Regions from separate parts of the Mus musculus genome. Here region 2 is linked to region 1. Evidence: chromatin contacts called from public HiChIP or PLAC-seq data. All regions are on one chromosome and are shown on one strand. The core of a region is the stretch at or near the end of the contact, and the rest is flanking DNA. Distances in the headings are between cores, read along the strand shown.

The links. HiChIP or PLAC-seq counts read pairs in DNA pulled down with a chosen protein or histone mark.
Region 2: a CTCF HiChIP or PLAC-seq map of the NIH/3T3 cell line shows a contact between it and region 1, with 8 read pairs. The contact joins two enhancer-like sites. A contact is called at or near these places in 1 of 15 datasets of contacts at CTCF or cohesin (the NIH/3T3 cell line) and 3 of 484 Hi-C or Micro-C datasets (embryonic stem cells and nephron progenitors).

What each region holds. Positions count from the first base shown.
Region 1 is chr8:31,726,152-31,730,209 of GRCm38.p6, forward strand. No RefSeq gene overlaps it. Among named protein-coding and RNA genes, the nearest start is that of Nrg1, 190 kb to the right of the region's middle. Within about 2 kb of position 1,745, at least 19 of the 459 cell types and tissues checked have an H3K27ac peak or open chromatin away from gene starts, as enhancers often do. A contact at or near this core is called in the NIH/3T3 cell line, where this site is marked.
Region 2 is chr8:31,973,755-31,977,305 of GRCm38.p6, forward strand. It overlaps a transcript of Nrg1 not described here. Among named protein-coding and RNA genes, the nearest start is that of Gm26578, 34 kb to the right of the region's middle. Within about 2 kb of position 2,242, at least 17 of the 459 cell types and tissues checked have an H3K27ac peak or open chromatin away from gene starts, as enhancers often do. A contact at or near this core is called in the NIH/3T3 cell line, where this site is marked.

The DNA of each region.
Region 1 (4,058 bases), core at 495-2,994:
AAACATCAGTCCCTCTATCTCATCCAACACTCAAGCCCTGTGTGGCCAGACTCTTCTGTGCATTTCACATCTGTTCTTCCTTTCCCATGTCCACTATCATTGCAAGAGACTAGCCACAAACAAGCCACACTTGGACTTTACTAAAACTTTTCTATATATTTTTATGCTATTCTATTTATTTATTTTTTTATGGTATGAGTCATAGAATCTAGAAGTAGCTCTTTATTTTCCCTTCAGCTTCTGGTACCTATACATACCTTCTCAGAGCTCCTTATTGACTTTCATTCCTCCCAATGGAGGGAGAATGCTCAAAGCAAAACTGCTTCATCATTGGACTGAAGTCGGGGACCCCTAAGGTTGAATTAGGGGGAAGATTGAAGGAGCTTAAAAGGAGAATGACCCCATAGGAAGACCAGCAATCTCAACTAACCCAGACTCCAGAGAGCTTCCAGAGACGGAGTGACCAACCAGGAGCAAACATTGGCTGGTCCAAGGCCCCTGGCCCATATGTAGCAGAGGTCTGCCTGGTCTGGCCTTAGTTGGAGATCTGTTTACTTGAGACCCCAGGGAAGGCCTGGTGGGGAAGGGAGCACTCTCTAGGAGGCAAGGGGGAGGAGGATTGGGATGAGAACCTACGGGAGGGGGACTGAAGGGGAAAACAACTGGAATGTAAATAAATAAAATAATCTAAATAAAAATACTTTTTTAAAATAACAAAGCAAGGGTGCCCTTGTGTTTAGGTGTCTCTTCCGTGCCCTTGTGTTCCTTAAACCTCCTGCTTGCCCCACTAAAACCTTCCTTTGTTTCACCTTACAACCCATCTCTGCACCATTTATTTTAAATTAGTCTGCCACTTGGCTTCTGACAACTCCTGTGTTGTCTCTTGGCACAACAGTCATCTTGCTTGAAAGATAGGTCTCCCCTCTTCCACTCAGGCCATCATGTTTGTCTCAAGGACGGTTCTCTAAAGCATTTGACCTGCAGGCCGTTCCATCAGTTCAAATCTCTATGCCATTCCATCCTAGTCCAGCTGTCTTTGTGCCTCTTTAGTGTTTCTTTTCATTCTTTTATGCACATTTTTATCCATGTGAGGTGAGTATCTCTCAAGGGCTCTCACATTGGCCAAAAAATCTTTTCTGGCCAAATACAATAAGTAATTCAATTTTAGGGCTTTGAGAGCATTGGTATTCTGAGTACTGTACTGACCTGGTTCCCCTAGAGATTTACACAGACAAGTGTTACTTGGCTTCTTTCAGTTAAGAAGGCATGCAGCAGAGAGAAATGGATTCCTGGAAATTAACACACACCATAAATACTGCCTATTTGCTTCATTAAACTAGAAACTTTCTGTACCAACTCTGTATTGCCCTTTCCTATTTCCTCCTCATATTTCAAACACTCACATCAATTAACTGACTGAAAGGTGATCTTTGACCCTTGTGCCTAATATGCATTTTCCTTCAATTAATTTACAATGATATCTGCTGTCTCATGAAAACCACAGCTCTGATCACACGTGGTTTTCCTATATGAATGACAAGCTGACCAACCTAGAAGTCCCAGCATTCCTTTTTTAAAACTGCCCCCACCCCCACCCCCCCACCCCCCGCCAATAATCTCATCTTTGTATGAATGACTAATGGTTTGCCAGTGCCTACTGAAAATTGGGAACAAAGCTGATTCCGAACTCACCAGGTAGACTTGACAGTACACAGGGGTGGGGTGGGGCTCTATCCTTTCTTGTGATAAACACATTCCATCCCAACTTAGCCTGTGTTTTCCCACGTATGAATCATACTGAGTTGTCGACTAGAATTCCAGTCTTTTTCACAATTATTGCTATTAAAAACACATTTTTCTCATCCTGAACTTCCACAGTACAAGTCTTTTAAAAGAATTGCAATCCGTCTTGGTAGGTTTGCTCTCGTCTTCCAACAACAAGGAACACCTTCTGTTCTGATTCCAATTCATTAACCTCATGGTACAGGCTATTAGCTCAGAAACTCAACTACAGTTAAAACCAATTTGTCAACAGATGCTCAATGGAGGAAACTTTCAAACAGCCTGAGGCAACCCAGATGTAGAACCGGCCCAAGTCAGTTGTATTTATCACTTAAGAAATTCCATTTCAAGGCAGTAGAATACAGGTGACAGGAAGCAAAAATGAGCAGAGCATTTTGGGGGGCCAGGAGAGAAACCGCCAGAGTACGGACAGGGAAGGAAATGAAATCAAATGAAATATTATGACATAGCCACACTGAAATGTCATGGTGAAGCCCATTAGTTTTATTATGTTAACTTAAAAATCAATTTAATTATTTTAAAAACAAGAAATTCTCCCAAAGACATAAATAAATAGGTATTCCAGCTTGCTCATTCTGGTAAGTGGATTGAGAATTGGAGGCCATTCTGTGTTACATAGTAAGACACTCTCTCAAATAACCAAGGGCAAGCGATATGGCTAAGGGTTAAAGCTCTTCCTAGCATATAACCTGGGGACTGATGCCCAGCGTTGCAAAAGGAGGCCAAACAGAAAAACCATTTTAAGAATTTACTAAGAAACCCACCACAAACTTATCGAATAATAGGTTTCAGAAATGATCTTTCCACTACTTTTGAAAACATCATAAAAATATGTGTTCATCTCTCAGTCTCCTCATGCATTCCTAATGTTCTCTATAAAGACCCAGAAATGAAGTCATTTGTTTACAGAAAAAAAAAATCCCATCCAGAATCCCTGGTGTGGGGGGTGGGGGTGGGTAAGGTTTCCATGAAACCTCAGTGGATATTTCTTTGTAGCATTCTTTGATCCTATACTGAAAATTAAAATGTAATTAAAAATTAACAATTAAAATGAAATTATTTCAATAAATCCTGACTGTTCAGGACTTGAAGATGGAATGTATCTAGACCTAAACTCACATTTCAGAGTTTGGACATCTTGGGAATACTTCACCCATCTTGAGCTTCTGTCTGTTCTCTGCTGTGTTTGCTCCATTAGTCTCAGTTTCAGGACAGTTGCTATAGTTACCAGGAGGGGTGGGCAATGCAGGCTCCTCTCTGACCCCAATATGCACAACTGTGACTTCTAAGCCTTTCTCTGTCCTATACTCATGACTTCCTGGTGACTATTTTGTCTGCATTCTTCTGATTCTGTTCATGGCACACACACCACCCCCCATGTCCCTCACCTTTGCTCCTAACCACGAGCCCTTCCTCTTGCCTTTGACTTCATACAATAAATGTCTGACTTCAGATGCTTTCTCAATGTCAAGTGCACTATAGGGTGCTATTTAGGTGATATGAACTACTATATTAAAGTAAATTTTACAAAAAAAAAAAACAAAGCAAAACAAACAAACAAACAAATAATCAAACAAACACCCTGCTTCTCTTACTACCATTTTACACAGTCTTTTGTAAAATTGGGACACGATTTTTTTTCTCCATATATTCAGTTTAAGTTGAGCATCCATTATCCAAGATTACTGGAAATAGGAATCCTCTTTTTTGATTTTGAATATATATATATATATATATATATATATATATATATATATATATATATATAAAGGCCATGCCCCTAAACATCCCCAGGCTATTGCAAGGCTCTTGGTCACCTTACAAAACATGACGGTTACTAAAGACACCATAGAGTTAGATCACAGATACTTGGGGACAATGAAGCTGCCACTGACTTGGAGGCTCTAACTTGACTGGCTAACTTCCCTAGTTCTTGGGCGTGCTTCATACACAACCTGAGGAGAGAGTAATCATCAGCTTTAGTCAGCTGTGAAGTCTGTGTGCTACAATCAAGACTGGCTGGTAAGGCATGCTACCCAGTGCAATGGTGGCATAAATGTTATGGGAGTAACCAACCACTTTCTGACTAGAAATAAGGCCTGCTCCATACCTGGTATATTAGCAAGCCAAGAACCTATGACTACACAGATCAGACAGATGGGACCTTGTGCCATTATTCTGCTAAATGAACATAGTATTAAGCCAAGTTCCAAGGACATATTGTTATACTCATAGATTAATATATCTCTTATTGC
Region 2 (3,551 bases), core at 992-3,491, 250 kb after region 1:
TCTTTGATTGGAACTGTATCCAATTCCCAAATGTCTTATCTGAAAGAGAAGGTGTCAGGGCCTCTTGCACAGGTTGGCTGAAAACCTAAGCCTGGAAACTGGAGAAATCAATAGTCAGTATAGCACCCACCACACAAGAATGGGAACATTGAGTTGGGAACACAGGTATAAAAAGCCAGGCACAGTAGTACATGCTTCTAATCCCAGTGCCTGAGAGGTGGAGACAGTTGACTATGTGGCCAGCTAGACAAGACAAACTGGGGATCTTCCCCTTCACTAAGACCCTGTTTCAAACCATAGAGTAGAAAGAGATGATGACAGACAATAGATATCCACCTCAGGTAGGTCTACACATGTGTGGTTAAGGCCCTCTTTGGCAAGATTTTGTGAGAGGACACTGTCATATACAACACTACTAAAATGTAAAGCCAAGTGGGAGATTATGAAGTGTAGTGTTTTGACTCTGCATTCATTGTGTTCCTCTGAACTTCCCATATGTGGTTATCGCTATTAGAGTGTGTTGACCTGTGTCAGCTAAGACCTTTGTCCTGCGCCTTTCACAGATGCCTAACTCAGCATCTCTCAGAATCTGCTCACTGTGTCCAAGCCATCTTCCATGCTACAGAAGCACCTACATGTCACTCCCATCCCTCTGCCTTCAGGTCTCTGATATTCCATTCCATCAGCTGAGTCCTCTCTACGTGGCTTGCATCTATTCCTACCTCCTGAAATGAACCGTGCTCTCACATATCCCTGAGTGTATCATTTGCATCCAACTCCATCTCCTCTGTGCAGTCCTGGTTTAGATATCACACAGGTAGATGCTCGCCATTTCCACCTGCTGGTGAAGAAATTGCAGCTTGATCTTTCATGTGTGCAGTTTCTGATGACTACTACTGAACTTAGCACAATTTTTTCCATGAAGCCACATGTGCCAGGCTTGAAGGAGATGGAAAAAGAGGGGAAGGGGACAGTAAACTGAGAATCAGTAAAGGTCATATAAATTTCACTTCATAGCAGCTACAATAATTTTTAAATTATTATAATGAACTATAAAAGTCGAATCACATCTCCATCTACAAGAGATTTATAACACTGGCCGTTTCTCCATGGGAAAAAATGCATGTGAATTTACAGATAAGAGCAATTTTCATACTTAAAATTGGTGTTGTTATGCTTGTTGCAATTACCCAGCCTTCTCTTCTCTATAGCTTGAAGCCACGAGCCTCCTGCGTTGCCAACCCGGGATTATAGGTATGTACTGAACAACTCACCTCACAACTAGAACTGCTCAAAACATCCAGTAGTTCACTTAGAATAAATGCATGAAGATACTATTACAGTATTCCTCAAAGCAACTTCAAAGCAAAAGAAATGGTGTTAAATAAGTTCCTCTTTGTACTTTCAACAATAAATCCCCTTAGAATGGTAATAGCTTATTGAACATCTGTTATGTGCCAGGCTCAGGTCTAAGCTTTATACTCATTGCCTCTTGTTACATAACAAATCTCTGGGCTGGAGTGTTACTATCCTTATACCAAGATGAAGAAATGGCAACCGAGAAAAAGAGCAACTTGCTTGTCATCACACAGCTGCCACTCTGAAGCCTCATCCCTCCCGATCCCCGAACTGAACATACAAACCGGACCCTAGAGCCCTTGCTTTTAATGACCAAGCATGAAAACCATTCTTTGCAAAACTTCATATTTTATGGTTAAAAAAAATGTCCTCAAGATTGAATTAAAGGATTTAATAATATTTTTCCCCAAGAATTCTGGACTATAACACGTGATAGATCATTTCTGTACTCACTTCAAACACAAAAGAGAATCTGGGAGCAAAGGAGATCTGCACAATTCCTGCATTTTCTCAGCAACCTTGATGATTTATGGGAAAATAAAAGAAAGTGGAATACTTGAAATTGCTATGATAAAAATGAAAAATGCTTTAGACTGCGTGGTTGCCCATCTGTCATACATACCTCATGCCACAAGGGCCAAAGAGCTCTCTCTTATGCTGTGCTCACTGAAATGCGAGAACCCCTCAGTGAGGACACAGGAATAAAAGAGTCCTAACAGATCAATGTCATGCTGCCAAGGTGTAAAGGCAACACGCCATGACAACACGCTGGATGAAGTCCTGGCCAGGTTGCCAACAGCTTCGGATGAGTGTTCAACAGGCCTGGCTAATTAGGGCTGTGGCCACAGCTGTCCCCAATTAGAGACCCTCTGGCTCAGCTCAATGAAGACATCTCAGACCTCTGGGCAGGCTGTCTACTTGGGATGCATGCCCCAGGGATGAGTTCACCTAAGGGTGCCTAGCAAATCTCTGTTGATGTAAGCTTTAAAACTCTTTAACGTTTCTGTGGTCAAAGCAAGATTTTATTCTTTATTTGTTATAGACCTGTGACCTAGCCTTAAAAATATGACAGAAGATGTAGTTAGCAAATTATTGTCATATTTGGGCTTTTTCTTTCTTTTCTTGTAATTGCTGCTGCTGCTGCCTCTTCTTCTCCTTCTCCTTCTCCTTCCTCCTCCTCTTCATCCTCCTCTTTCTCTTCCTCCTCTTTCTCTTCCTCCTCCTCTTTCTCTTCCTCCTGCTCTTTCTCTTCCTTCTCCGCCTTTTTCTCTTCCTCCTTCTCTTTCTCTTCCTCCTCTCTCTCCTCCTCCTCCTTTTCCTCTTCTTCCTCCCGTTCTTCCCTCCCCCTTTCTCTTTCTGCAAGTTCTGATGCACTTCTTACTTGAAAGCCAGGTAAACATGACATCATTGTGCTAAGATTTATCTCCTTTATATTCATTCCAGTACATTACTGGGATTTGGGGGTGGTAATTTTTTACCATTTTAGCTACTTTTTTGTTGTTCAATACAAATGATGGTTAGTTAATTGATGTCACTACAATATTCCTTTTTACAATTGAAAGGGGGAGGCTTTCTATTCACTTTCTGAGTGTTTAAAGATTGTTTGGCCTCCCACCATTACCAATGGCCCTCAGAGAGCTGAACAGAGAGGAGCCTGACCATTTTACGTCTACCTCCACGGGAAAGTCCAGAGGGACAAAGCTTCTTAAATAGAAATTCTTAAGGATGAGGGTTGAAGAGGTGTCAATTATTTTAAAAAGCCACTAAAACAGACAAAAGGAACAATATCCAAAGATGGTGGGATCCTAAGGGACAAGAGTGGGAAGCAACTGGGGTCTTTAGAGAACCAAGTCTTTTTTTTTTTTTTTTTAATAGATTTACAGAACACTGTAATTCATGGAGAACTTTTGGCATTCTAAGCAAACAGTTTTAGAATAAAACGGGAAATGAAGTTTTGCATAACAAGTATGATTTGGAAAGCGCTTATTCTGGAAGGCTATACGGGAAAGTGAATCAGGAAGCCTCTGACGGGGTGGGGAGGTGAAGAAATTGACAGTTGCAGGCTTCGGGACCAGCCAGCCAGACCCAGGTTTCAGTTCTTCATCTCTTAGCGAAGGCTCTGTGACTGCACAGGTGCTTTACAGGATGTCACCTTCTCATGTTGATCTGCAGAGTGGGTTTACCAAACACAC